Linked DNA regions of Mus musculus: region 2 is linked to region 1. The links are chromatin contacts, called in public HiChIP or PLAC-seq maps. All regions are on one chromosome and are shown on one strand. The core of a region is the stretch at or near the end of the contact, and the rest is flanking DNA. Distances in the headings are between cores, read along the strand shown. Region 1 holds the start of Lrrc1 (leucine rich repeat containing 1). Region 2 has its middle 17 kb from the start of Gclc.

Region 1 (6,947 bases), core at 2,465-4,964:
CTTCAAAGGTGGCCAAGTGCCTTCTAGCATCTTCCAAGGAAAGACAAGTTACTAGTTACTACAGACTTGTAAGTCGGGTCACAGGAAGGGAAATCCGATGACCAAGAAGATAGGCAGTCTTCTGAACATGAGGACTCGCTCATTGCTGCTAGGTTCTTTGGTTGCAGGGACTAGCACTTGAGGGCCTACGATGTACCACACAGTGGCCTAGGTTCAGCCATGAACGCCCCTGCCCTTGTGGAGGTAACGATTTAGTTGGGTAGACAGGCAAGGAACATGTAAGCATGTTTGAGCCTAGGTCATAAGTACCCTAGAACTAGAAAACAACTAATTCAGGATCTGAGAAAGAATGAGGGGTGGGGGGACTGGTGTTTGAAATACTTCCATCGGACAATCAACAGGTTAGCTAAAGGCCAAGAGGAGATGACAGAAAATTCTAGAAAAGTAACTGTCTTGAGCAAGACCTCCTGGGCACGGGGCTGGGGCTCCCGTGCTTACAGGGGAGAACAGAGGCGGGCAGGCACTTCAAGGAGGTAAGAGTGAGATTGTTAGTGCAGACAACAGAAGAATCTAGTGAAGGGACAGCTGAAGCCAGATGAATCTAGCAGCAGTCAGACAGAATGACTGTCACCCAACCAAAGGCAAGCTCAAGACAAGGATCCTGACCTGCACTGCGGAGAAGCCACCACAATGCTCGACTGCTCCTGGGTCGTACATTAGGTAAGTTATTACCAACATGTCTGTGGCTGGCGGGCCACCTCATACTCACATCAGTATTTAAGTCATGTCTCCCCACAAGACTGGGAACAGCTCATAAGAATCACAGCTTCTTTAATCTCTATATTCCTAATAACTAGTAAGGAATGGTACCGCAATAAATGTTTAACAAGGCCAAGTTTAAGTCACATGACTCAAAAAAAGGAGGGACTAAACAGCTCAGGTTTCATGGGTGTGAGAAGCAGACAGGCCAGACTCATCCTATGTGTTCAGTGTGACTGCAGTTGTCTGACACTTCAATACATGGAGGTAGCCAAACACTGCATCTAACAAAGTGCAGAGCCCTGAGGAAAAATCACTGCAATTCTGTGTCTCAATTTGTAAATGAAAATGCTGGAGCAAATGAGAGGTGGCAGACCCTTCAGTGGAGTGTAGGTATCTATCATTATCCCAAAGCCTGTTGCCCAGGTAGAGTGTATACCTACCTTTCGGATGTGCTCCCAAATTACAGGCAATGAACCAGACAGCGGTCATCGCCAGCACACCAAGAACCTTTGAAGCCTTCCAGCAAGAGGGGTGAGATGGTGGTGAGCAGACAGGCGCTTGGAGTTAGAAGCCAGACGCACCAGGGAGCGATAGCCATGAGTTACGAGTTCTCCAACATGAACAATGGCTAGCCCAAGGAAAGGCTGAGGAAACAGACAGACTTTCAAGGTAGCTGCTGTTCCTGTCTGGCATGTACAAACCCAACAGTCTGGGTGAGATGAGACAGAGAGGAATCCATTTTACAGGACCTTGATTTAAGGCTATTAGAGCAATACTTAGCAATAAGGAAGGCCATCACCCATTGGTTTCGAAATGTTTATTTAGAGTATTTACAGAATGCCATCAGACCTAATTTTGAGTCTCTGAGTTATCATGTACCATCTGCAGAAATACCTGACACTTCCAAAACTCTGAGTCTCTACGCCAAGCAAAAAAAAAACAAAAACTCCAGCATTAGAGGAAATCTAACAAACTCCAAAAAGGAGTGAAAAGCCAATCCAACCCAAAGAAATCGTCCAATTCCACAATAAACACAAAGTCTACAGAAAGCACTGCAAAGTTTATAGTCAAGAGCTTTTTACTAAGTCTTTTAGTAACTTTATTTCAAATCCCTTGCAAAGCATTAGGCAACATTTGCTACATTTCAAAAATTATACAACTTAAAGCAATGAGCTTCCCACTTAAGTAAAACACAGCGAAGCTTAAAAACCAGATCATGTGTTTGAAAATGCCTGCAAAATAATACATGCCTGAGGGATCTGGGTGGTTTTCCTACTGAATTAAATTAAGGGCTGGGAGGGGTGCTCTGCAGAGATCCGAGTGAGGGTAATCTTTGTGATTACACAGAGGAGGCCATGGGAACCAAGAAAAGTTAATTCAAGACGAACTTCACTCGAGATGTTGAGAGAAACACACTTGTGATTTTCTAAACTCTGTCAGCACTGGCGATCGTTATCAGTCCGTGTTCCAACAAACCAGACATCTGATCAGAGTTTCTTTGAAAATGGCAGGACATCATCAGCGGTAACAAAGGACAAACAAGGTACTTGCATTCCGAGGCTCGGGCCTTTAGGCTCTCTCCGGGCCTCCCAGCGGACTTCCATTTCCTGCACCTCTGGATTGCCACTGGCTTACTTCCTCCTTACACCTGGGTAAAGGATGCGTCCTCCTTAACAGTTAAAGCTAGAATCCCGAGGCAAATTCAAGGGTTAAAAGTTCAGCGTCTAACCCCAGCAGGGCCTAGAAGCACAATCAGTATCTGTCACAGGCCAAGTTCGGTGCGGCAGATGATTAATTTTCATAAACAACTCTGAAAAGATATGGCATTAGTGATAGGACAGACCCAAGCAAGCTCTGTGGTGGCGGAAAGGCAGCAAGCAGGGCTGACTCGCAGCGGGAGCCACTACACACGTTCATCGCAGTTCCAACCACGCAACAGGTCCACGCACGCAGTGCACCAGCGGCGGGAACCTGGGCACCTGCAGCAGTTCTCCTCCTGCCCAGCACCCCAATGCGGCCACGGGGCTACCGAAGCGGACCAAGCGCCATCTCTCCAGGGCATAGCCCACAGAGATAAGGCCCGGAGCACATTCCTTACAGATGCCAAGATATACTAAAGCTTACTTTCGCGCTGCTGGGTCCCCACATCCTCTGGGACCTGCGTTAGCCCAAAATGAGGAGCTCCAAGCCACTAGCTGGAGAATTGGCTGCTAGCCGATCGCCCCGGGGCGTGATGGGGCGCATGGTCGCCCCCAGCTGGGAACAGTGTGAGCTACCTGGCTTCTCACCTAACCGGCATTAGTTCCCAGACGTGGATCTAAGCCACTTAGTGGACCAGAACGTTTCTCCACTAGCCATGTAACTACTTGTTAAATACCAAGTCTTTCGGTATAAATGAAAAACAACTTTTATTGGAGGATGGGTTTAATCGGGAAGCAGGGGAGGGGGGCACAGGGAGGGCTGAGGGCAGTAGTGGGACCCCGCTGGCCAGAGTCTCCCAGAGCGAAGCAGTCAGCGGAGGAGCGCACGGACCCGGCCACCGCGCCAGGTGAGGCGGGCACTCACCTCGGGGAGCTCCCGGAGCTGGTTGGCGTCCAGCAGCAGCTCCTCCAGGCTGCGGGCATAGCGGTAGATCTCCTCGGGGACGTAGACCAGCGAGCAGTGGCGCTTGTCGATGGCCTCCACATGACGGTTGCACCGCCACAGGGGAATGCAGTGGAACATCGCCGCCTCCACCACCAGAGCCGTGTCCCGCCGAGCCGCGGAGCCCGGGGCTCGGAGCCCGCTCCGCCCGGCCGCCCCGCTGCTCCCCGCCCGCCGCCCGCTCCAAGCTCGTTGCTGGCTCCAAGCTCGCTCGCGCCTCGCAAGGACTCCACCGTCCCGAACGTTCTGAGGAAGCCGCGGGAACCCTCGCCGCGTCCCGCGCCTTCGCCACAGTCGCGAGCGTCCCCTCCCACCGCCCCCTCCGCCGCGCTCCGCTTCCTACTCGCGGCCGCCGCGCACTGGGCATGCGCACTCGGCGGCACGCAGAGGGCGTGTCCCGGCCGGGGATGCTCCGCTCCGGGTTTTCCTGGAGACCCGGCTCCCGGGAGGGTCGGGAGACGGTGCTCCTGCGGTCCTCTCCTCCGCGGGGAGTCGCACAGTGTGCGATTCTGGAGGGAGCCGCGCCCCAAAAAGCTCCTAAGGAGGGCAGGGACCGAAGGCCAGAAGGAGCAGAACAACTTCGGAGTTTTCATTTTACTCACCGTGCTTTTTTTTTTCTTGCTCCCCTTCCCCAAAACAACTTTCTCTTCCGGGGTCAGGAAGTACCGCCCCGCCGAGTACCTTGAGCGCGGGGTAATGAAGGAGTCGGTTCTGGCTTTCCGACACCCCCTCCTCCTAACCCCCGTTTGTGCCCTGTGTCTGCGCACACTCGCTGGCAGGCCCTACGACCTGAGAGCATCTTTGGTGAGCAGGACTTATCTGAGATGTACGTGTCACCAACTTCCTGGTGCCAACAAAAGCATGGATGTCCGTCTTCAAAAATCTTCTAAAAGATGCTCCGAGAAGAAAGGAGATGGCAAAGGTGCGCTTCAGCATTAGCTCCACCTTAGCCAGATGTGCTTTGGGGGCTAACCTGGGCTGAGGTACAGAAAGCACTGGTGCAGGAAGGCAGATGAACCTCCAATAGCTGGCTCCTGTATTTCTTCAACAGCACCCTGCGTCTTACAAAGGGGAGATTGCAACCCACGCTGTAGTTTGGGGCGGGGAGCCCCAAATTTCTTCCTTTGCTCCTCAGAGGTTCCCGTTACCACAGCCAGACATTTGAACCCCTTTTCTTCTGTTTTCAGAGTCAACGATACAAACTAACCAAACTCACTCCACATGAACAGTTGATGACTCCGTTTTAGGCCAAATACAATAGCTAATAGACTGTTTTAAGAGTCTTCTCTGACTCCCCACCCAGCAAAGGAAGCCTTATGCTCCCTCAGCTCAAATCTGGAGTCACCAACATCACAATATGCAGAAGATTGAAAATTGAGCTTGCTTAGTAACCAAGGCAGAGTTTGCTCTGAAACTTTTTTTCATTGTCTCTTCAGTATTTTTAACTGCACAGGGCACTTGCCCAGGGGGAGAGGGGGAGAGATACATAAAGGTTTCGTCTCTATCAGGAGGATCTCTTGTCTTGATTGATGAAGGAGGAAATTTGACCTGTTTTTACCTCAGGATTATCACCTAGACTTGATGGTTACAGCCAGTACCTAATTCCTGCCACTATGCTGACTTCACTTTTTAACCTGACTTGGTGCCTGCATTCTTGAGGCGGACTTTGAGCCTCCACTCCTCCTTCATTCTTGCATTCCAGAAGTGTGTATAAAGCCCATGTCCTGCCACCTCCCATGAAAAACTCTGATTCCTGATTGAGACATCCAAGAAGATACGTCACTAACTTTGTGGGTTTTCCAGCTGGTTTTTTTTTTTTTAAGTTATAGAAAGCTGAGCTACTCAGTTTAATGTTGTTGTATTTTGTTTTGTTTTGTTTTTCAGAAATACACTAGGTTGTTTTAATAAATGATTAGTATGTTTTTAACATATGTCTGGTCTTTTAAGGATTCCAACCTGAATAAGCATTCCTTATTCTTCTCTGTGTTGTGATCGTGTTTCTTCTTATGTCTAAAAACATTGTGGTTTCTGAACAGCTTACCTGCTTTGCAGATCCTGAAAACTACCGAAATCCACATGACTTAACTATCAGATTTGAATCCCGGCTACTCTGTGTTCTAGTTAGTTTCCTACTGGTGGGATAAATACCATGACAAAAAGCATCCTGGAGAGGAAAGGATTTGTTTGGCGTACATTTCCAGATCACAGACCATCCTTCAGGGAAGCCAAAGCAGGAATTCAAGCAGGATGGGAACCTGGAGGCAAGAACTGAAGCAAAGGTCATAGAGGAATACTGTTTACTGGCTCGTTCAACTTCTTTATAGCACCTAGGACTAGTCTATGGGAGGTACCAACCACAGTGAGCTGTGCCCTTCCAATTAATCTTTAATCAAGAAATTGCTTTACACACTTGCCTGTATGTCCATCTGATGGAGACATCTTCTCAATTGAGATTCACTCCTCCTAATTGACCCTACCCTGTGTCAAGTTAACAACTAACCTCCACTGGGAGATGAGGGATTATTTGGCTTGAATGTCAGGATCACAATCTTACCCTTGGGGTAAGCGAGGGCAGGAACTCAAAGTAGGAACTGAAGAAGAGATGATGGGGGAGGCGGGGGAGTCTTGCTTATTGACTTTCTTTCTGTGCTTTAGTGAGCATGCTTTCTTATATAACTCAGAACCAACTCCCCACTGGGGGCACATAATTCAGGAGTGTTTGCTACATAACAGCAGATAATAAATGTAGACATGATTCACCAGACACATGCTAGATACAGAAATGCAACAAAGAAAACATACCCCTTCCCCTGAGAGAATGAAAAACGTGCAATTAATGGTTTGTTATTTTATTTCCTGACTTTTATTTGTAGAATGGTATAAACATTACATTTTTAAACTACAAATCCAAAGTGGCATCCAGTAAGCTGGAAATGACTGGGAATTCAGAAGTGCAGACATGTAAATTTTAAAATGAGCACAAGAAACCACTATCTAGCCACTGGAGTGTAAAACAAACCAACAAACCAAAACAAACCACTCAGGATCCTAAGTGTTAGTGAAGATACAGTGCAACAAGCACTCAAGCACTGCTGGCAAGAAAGTAAACTGTTGAAAGCAGTATTTAAAACAATTTGAAGATTCTTTGTGTCTGCTGTAATGATCCATCCATGATGTAAGTTATTTATCAATATCCATCATAATTTGGTTAATATTAGTCAAAACTTTGAAACAACTAAATATTCACCAACAGATTAAAAGTGTAGCCTGTAGAAACAATGGTATAGAACTCAACAATAGAAGAAAATAAACTAGTAAACATGTTAACAAATAAATATATCTCAAAAGATCATATCCATAGAAGAAGCAATGTACAGAAAAGTGCATAGGATAGTACATAATGTATAAAATTATTTTTTAAAATTGAAAACTAATAAAAAATGATAACAGCCTAACTCAGTGGCTGTGTGTGGAAATGGATGAGGGTCTGGGATGGCAAATGGCTCGAGAGAATGTGGGAAGTGATGGAACTGTTTATACAC
Region 2 (6,947 bases), core at 2,233-4,732, 190 kb after region 1:
CCCAGAGCTTTCTACTTACTGTAAACAAAACTAAATAAAGTCAACCATAGATCAAGAGACAGAGCAACCAACCAGTTGACAGGGAGTGAACACAGAGGGGTAAAGAAAACCAGAGTAAGGAGGAGTCAGGAGGCTAAAGAGAGATACACACAGGAAATAGAAGGGAGGGACATTTAGTTGGAGGGATTTTGGAGACCACATGGAGAAGGAGAGCTTCCCTTTTCTTTTGGGACATCAGCTGAGGAGGAAGGTCAGCTGGACGCTTTCTCTGTGTCACTGAGCCAGCAGACTTTCACCTCAGCATCTGGTCCCCAAGTCTTTATTGGTAAAAATCAAAGGTTTGATATTTTGTTAAAAAAAAAAAACAATACTGTTCAATCTTCTTTCCATCCTGCCTACATTCAGTCTTCTGTAACTTCCTTTTCCTGCTGTACATTAAAGCTTTTTGTTTGTTTGTTTGTTTGTTTGTTTGTTTGTTGTTTTTTGGGTTTTTTTGGTTTTAATATTCTCAGCCTGAGCTGCTGATTTTCTAACCTGCTTATGATCAGGGTTCCAGGAAGCCACATGTGGCCTTCATGCATCTTGTTCTTATTGCCCCGTGAAGTTGGTGGCTGGGGAAGTGTTTGGTTTTTAAACTCTGTCACCTATCCAGGTAGATGTATTTTTTTCCCAACTAGCTTTGGTGGCCCTTCTTACATCTCAGTTTCTCCATCAGAGGAAACAAAGGCTCAGTAACGACATCAGCTTAGGCCAGGAATTGATTGAGACCCAAAGAATCCATCCAAATAACTAGCCACTCACCACCATGGTTCTTCTATCAGGGACCTCAGTGGCCTCTTTAGAGTTAGGACCTCTGAACTGATGAAGAGTGCTCACAGATCCTCTCTTTCTCTCCCATGTAAGAGAAGTTCCCTAAATGGGAACCTCTTTTGAGGGGAGTTCTTCTGTTGAGAAGCGAAGGTTTTGGATAGCCTTCTGACCTTGCTTAAGGGTTTAGTTTAGTTTTATTTTGTCTTCCTAATCTGGCAAATAAAGAATAAAGAACAAATGGAGCTGGTGGTTCAGGCACTGGCACTGGGGCTCTTGGCACAAAAGGAGGAAGGTGACTAAGAGGAGCCATTTAGAAGGCGGACCATCCTTTTCTGCTGTTGTTTCAGAGAAAAGAGGGTCACAGGCCCCTTTCTCCAGTTGACTCCGGTGGCTTTTATCATCAACATATTCTATGACAGATTGGCCCAGTGTTCCTCTCCTGTTTCTTTTTTCCCTTTTGTTTAGGACTTATCTCCTTAACACTGGAGTATGTACCCTAAGAGGGCTATGTGGGGGTGTTTTACTGTTACTCGTCTAAGATCTTTTCTCCTTCCTATTATCAGAAGAGGGAGCCTGGTTTTCTATTCCTATCTTGTATTCGTGATGTCTTGATGAGACACTTTTCCCCACCACGGCACATCTGAAAAGCCTTTGGAAATCATCATAGCTGCACTTCTTGGCTACTGGTAAACTGTTACAAATCCTTGACTGGGTTGCTCCTAGAAGAGTCTAAAAGACCACCTAAGTCATTTGAAGGTATTCCCAGATCAGAACCACTTCATCTCCAGCCAGGCCCTCTGTGGTAGGCTGGAGCCACAGGATGGGAGTCCACATCCCACTCACATCTAAATACACATCTCACTCACTCTCCCACAGTCTCTAGGATGGTCTCACCACCAAATCAGCACCAAGACATCAGTGCTCCTGTTTTTTCTCTTGTTTCGGGAGTCATCTTCCCAGACGCTCATTTGTTGTCATGGCTATCAAGGGACCATAGGAGAAGAGTCTTCATGTCTCTTTCCCTGTCTGCTAGCTTTCTCACTTCCCAGCATTGGCGGTTTCTGGTATTCCCCTGTACCCTTCGTTTCCCATTTTGGGAGTAATCATATGATTGACATCTCAGTCACATCCTCGGAAAATTTCCATCCGTTAAGGTACTTTCTAGGCCAGGTTTCTCACCTTGGTCCCTGTAAGAAGTTAACTGGTTGCCTTGGTGTTGCTTTGGGGCTCTCAATTCTCTGCACAGCTGATTTATTTTTGGTTTGGGGTTTTCATTAGTTCTGGGGACAGGGAATGTCCACCACAACAAAACAAGAAGTGCTTGATAGGTACAAAATGAGCCAATTTAAGCCAGATTAGACTATATTAAAGGCGGGTTTATTGGGAAGCTGCTCTTGGGCAGACAAGTTCACTGGCCCCAAGGACCAAGGCCAGTGAAGTCACTGTCGAGAAAGGGGACGGGAGAGTAAGAGAGAAAGGGGCATGCACACGCAGAGAGCGATAGGAGGAGAGGAGAGGAAAGGGAGAGGGAGAGAGAGAGAGAGAGAGAGGGGGAGAGAGAGAGAGAGAGACAGAGAGAAATGTCTGGATTAGAGAGAGCCTCTCCTAGAAGGGTAGCCCAGCCTCTGGTCTTCGGAGTTCAGGGTTGGGTGAGGGTATGCCAGGTAGGAACTGAGGGATGCTGGGAGAACCTTGAGGCCAGGTCTGCTTTGGTGTGTAAAATATGCACCCCAGTCCCTTGTCCCGGAGTCCAAAACCAAACAGTGCTATTTTAGTTAGGGTTTCTATTGCAGTGAAGAGACAACCATGACCACTCTTCTAAAGGAAGACATTTAAGTGGGGCTGGCTTACAGTTACTAAGGTTTAGAATATTATCACCATGGTGAGAAGCACGGCGGCATGCAGTTAGACACAGTGCTGGAAAAGCTGAGAGTCCTTCATCTTGATCTGCCGTTGGCAGGAGACTGTGCTACAACTGGTCAGAGTTTGAGCATATATAAGACCTCAAAGCCCGCCCCACACAGTGACGCACTTCCTCCAACAAAGCAACACCTACTCCAACAAGGTTGTACTTCCTATGGCCAAGCATTCAAACACATGGATCTATGGAACTATTCCTATTTGAACCTCCATAAGTGTCCCTCTCAAGATAGAAATCAGCCCCCCTACCCTCTTTCTGTTGCTTCTATCTGGTGGGGAAGGAACCTGGAAAGGAAAGGCGAATCTTCAGTGAGTGAAGAACTTGACTAGGGACCTAAAAAGTAGCTTGTTGAATTAAAACTCATGTTCCCTTCCTTTTGCTCATAGCCAGTTTCTGGCTTTCAGCTTGGCATGGTTGCACACACCTTTAATGCCAGCATTTGGAAGGCAGAGGCAGGTGGCTCTCTGAGTTTTAGGCTGATCTGTTCTACAGCGTGAGTTCCAGGATAGCCAGGGCTACATAGAGAAACTCCAAACAAAAATTATTATTATTATTATAAAATAATAATAAATTGATTTTAAAACATTTTGGCTTTCATAGCTTGATGGTTAAGAGCATTGACTGCTCTCTCACAGGAAACAGATTCAATGCCTAGTACTCACATAGTAGCTTTTAGTTCCAAGGTGTCTGAAGCTCTCTTTTGATCCCGTGGGCACCAGGCACATACATGTGCATGGGCATGCCAGCAGTCAGGCAAAACATTCATACACAACAATTTAAAAAAAATTTTTTTTAAATTCTGCTTTCCATTATAGCCTTTCTAAAATTTCCTAGATTCAAATTCCACTCTTTTCTCTCATCCTGGTCAGGTAGTCCTAGCCCACTCAAGAGAGCATCCCTGACCAGACTTCTAAAAGTAGAAGCCCACATATAAACATCAGACAGTCTTCTGGCTCACACCCTCAGAGTTCACCTCCATGCTGACCTCAGCTTCTACCCCTTTCCTGTCTTCTCTTGAATGGAGACAGTAAAAGAGGAACCAGAAGGAACGGGCTGTTGGTGGATGTGTCAGGCTTCTCTAGAGGGAGTGAACTGACAGAGTGAATACCAAATAAAAATAGATTTCTTACGGCGGCTTCTGTGACACAGTCCGAGCAGTCTACTAATGTCTGGAAAAGCTGAGAATCCCACTGCCATGCATTTCCTGAGCCTGCATCATTAGAACCCAGCCCTGAAGGCATGTAGGACTCCTTCAGAGCCACTGGTCTTCAGTTGATACTGAAGCCTGAAGATGCTGGGTTCTGCTATCAGTGAAAGAATGTAGCAAGTAGTGTCTGCAAGAGAGTAGAACTCACCAATGACATGGAGAAACAAGCAGGGGGAAAGAGAAGTGCCTTCCTTTATCTGGCTGCCATGGGGAAGTACTGCGTGTGTTTAGGATGGGTCTTCCCTCTACAAATCACCTGATGGAGAATATCTCTTACAGACAGGCCCAGTGGCTTCTCTCTTAGAGCAGCGGTTCTCAACCCATGGGTCTCTACTCCCTTGGGATCACACATCAGATACCCTGATTTTATTTAGCCCCAAGGTCTTTCAAATGTCCTGACACGTTTGACACACTGACTTCTTCCCGTTCACTTGTGCACCACTCAGCAAATGTTAGCTGTGCCACTCAATGACACAAGCAGATCGCCACCCTCATCCCAGATGCGACTTGCATGCTTACATGGTCTCTGGTTTGAATTGCTTACTGTTTCAGTCTTACCATTCTCCTTCATCCAGTCTTTCTAAGCACAATTCTCCCCCTGGAAATAATTTTCTCTCTCCAGTCACACCCATCCCCGCAGCTCTTCCTACCAGAGCTGTCTTCCCACCACAGCCATCTCCTCAGCTCTGTCCACCTCATCCAACCCTGCAGCTCTGCCCACCACTTTTCATCCCTTCACCAAGCTTCAACGCCTCTCCTAGGATCCTTCTTTCCAGTTGTCCAGTGGAGGAAGCCACAAACTACCTCTGATCCTTGAGGTACAGGAAGTAGTTACATTTTTCATTCTTACCAAAGTGGTTTGTTAAATTTCAACTCTAAAATCAAATCTCATAGGAACAGAGGTCTACCCATTTCTCTGTTCATATATGCTATGGGCTTGATGAAGAAAATTATTCAATAATGTTCAACAAAGAAGAATAGACAGGATATTTGTCCCTTTGTTCAGGGAACATTATCGAAGCAAAGAGTGGATTTATCTTAAAGAAAATGCAAATGATTTGGTTAACCTCCTTGAGTTTTTGTACTTATTGGAGATTTGTTTGATGTTGATTTATTATGGTCAGAAAGGATACACCGAGTTATTTCAACTTTTCTAAATTTGTTAAGATTTCATGTGTGCGTGTCCCAGGATGCCTTCTATTTGAAAGAAGCTTCCATGGCTGACTAAAATCTGTATTCTTTGGTGTTTGAAATATTCTGTAGAAAACACAGAGATTCACTCCTACTGTGGCAAAAAGTTTTCCCCCACAAAAGGAGCAAGGTTTGGATTCATTGAAATTGACCTTTGGAGTTCTATTATGTCATATACTGGATATGTTACTATGATATATGGCTCTCTAATTTCACAGCAAATTGGATTTTTAAATTATACATGGTATTTACTTACTTCTTGGTCAGTAAAATCCCCAGCTTATATCCAAACTAGTGGTATCCTCTGAGAATTAAATTCTGGATGAGTCTCTTGTGGCTGGTTTAGGGAGCTGAATGTAAGCTAGCGTACTTGGAGTCAGTGGACCTAGCGCTTGGCATGATGGGAGAGGCTCAAGAGCATACCAATTGATTAGGTTTGGAGGCAAGATGAAGAACAAGCTCAGAGAGACAATAAAACCAAAGAGTAAACCATGTCAGGAGCTAGACATTCATGTATGTGTATGAAGAGGTCTCCTACTATAATGACAGATGATAGTGAGCCAGGCAGCATCAATCTAAAACGGAATAAACGATTTACATATAGGTTGAAATAAACATCTTCAAGCTGCAGCAGGAGACTTTAAACTGACCACAGATCCCAGCATCAGGGAGCGCAGACCATGAGAGGCCTGGACCTGAAAGGGAGACTCAGAGTTCAGGGACAAGACAAGCTTTGGGAAAAGATGAGGAAACTCTCGACAACGGATTCAAGTATGAGAAGAGACCATTAATAGATTCTCGGCAAAGAATTTTGGAGTGATTCTAGAGGCTGTGAGAGAAATTAGAAAGAGGGGAAAAAGACAGTGAGGTGGAACAAAAGAGAAAACTAAGAGAAAGATGAAGAGTAAGACAGGAAGCACGCTACCTTCCGTTTGGATGGTGACCGAGGCTAATGACCAAGCTGACTTGAATTAAAGTATCCTATTGACACTTTAAGACTATAGTCCCAAATTGAAGATAAGACAAGAATTACATGGATTTCTTTAAGTCAAAGCTTCCTAATATACTTCCACATGCAACTCCTTTCACCTGAGAAAAGTTTATACAGCCCCAAGCAAGTACGTAGCTAAATAAAACAGGTATGCCAAGAAAACATTCTCTGGTAATAAATCACAGAGTAGCTTATTTTTAAAAATTCTTTAGTATACATATAATTTACCACACATTAAAAACAAAAGAAAATTAGAGAACTAATGAGATGTGTAGGGTTTGGGGGGGTTTTTTGGTTTGTTTGGTTTTGGTTGTTTTGTTTTGTTTTGTTGAATATTTGATGCCGTGGGTAAACAGAAGGATCGTTGGGTAAACCAAGGCCTGAGGGGAGCTGTTTACCAGGAACCTCCCTTAATTTTCCCCAAAGCTCAACTACTTTGGGCAAGGGCATCTTCTAGCTCCCTAGTGAAAGCCGTGCTAACTGGCACCTTAGATATTCTCGCTTGCTCAGGAGTTTGCTCTTCTCTCTCTCCTGAGAGATAGCCTTGGCAGTTTGGCCCCCAATAAACCTTACTTTCTACCCATGGAGTGGTCCAGTTGGGTGGCTTCACTGTACCCTTCCTTATACACTTATACAGAGACGCTCCAGTGTTTTCAGTTGATTGATATTTTGATTTTGCGATCATTAATGCTGGGAACACCACCTCTCATAAATAAATACACAATACAAAACAATACAAAATGACAGAAGTACATTTCCAGACATTTCTGAATTGGTGGAAATCCTCTAATTCCAAACCAAAATTTGCTGAATGAATTTTTTTAAAT

What was found. HiChIP or PLAC-seq counts read pairs in DNA pulled down with a chosen protein or histone mark.
Region 2: an H3K4me3 HiChIP or PLAC-seq map of bone marrow-derived macrophages shows a contact between it and region 1, with 2.9 times the contacts expected there. The contact joins the enhancer-like site here to the promoter of Lrrc1 in region 1. A contact is called at or near these places in 1 of 39 promoter capture datasets (hippocampal neurons), 9 of 484 Hi-C or Micro-C datasets (the 63-12 cell line, B cells, the Ba/F3 cell line and 5 more), 5 of 115 datasets of contacts at active chromatin or transcription factors (bone marrow-derived macrophages, embryonic stem cells, epiblast stem cells and 1 more) and 1 of 9 other capture datasets (liver).

The regions. Positions count from the first base shown.
Region 1 is chr9:77,541,138-77,548,084 of GRCm38.p6, forward strand. Lrrc1 (leucine rich repeat containing 1) reads right to left here and starts at 3,715. Exons shown (of 14, transcript NM_001146048.1): 1 at 3,328-3,715. The coding sequence starts at 3,486.
Region 2 is chr9:77,733,744-77,740,690 of GRCm38.p6, forward strand. No RefSeq gene overlaps it. Among named protein-coding and RNA genes, the nearest start is that of Gclc, 17 kb to the right of the region's middle. Within about 2 kb of position 3,483, at least 52 of the 459 cell types and tissues checked have an H3K27ac peak or open chromatin away from gene starts, as enhancers often do. A contact at or near this core is called in the 63-12 cell line and bone marrow-derived macrophages, where this site is marked.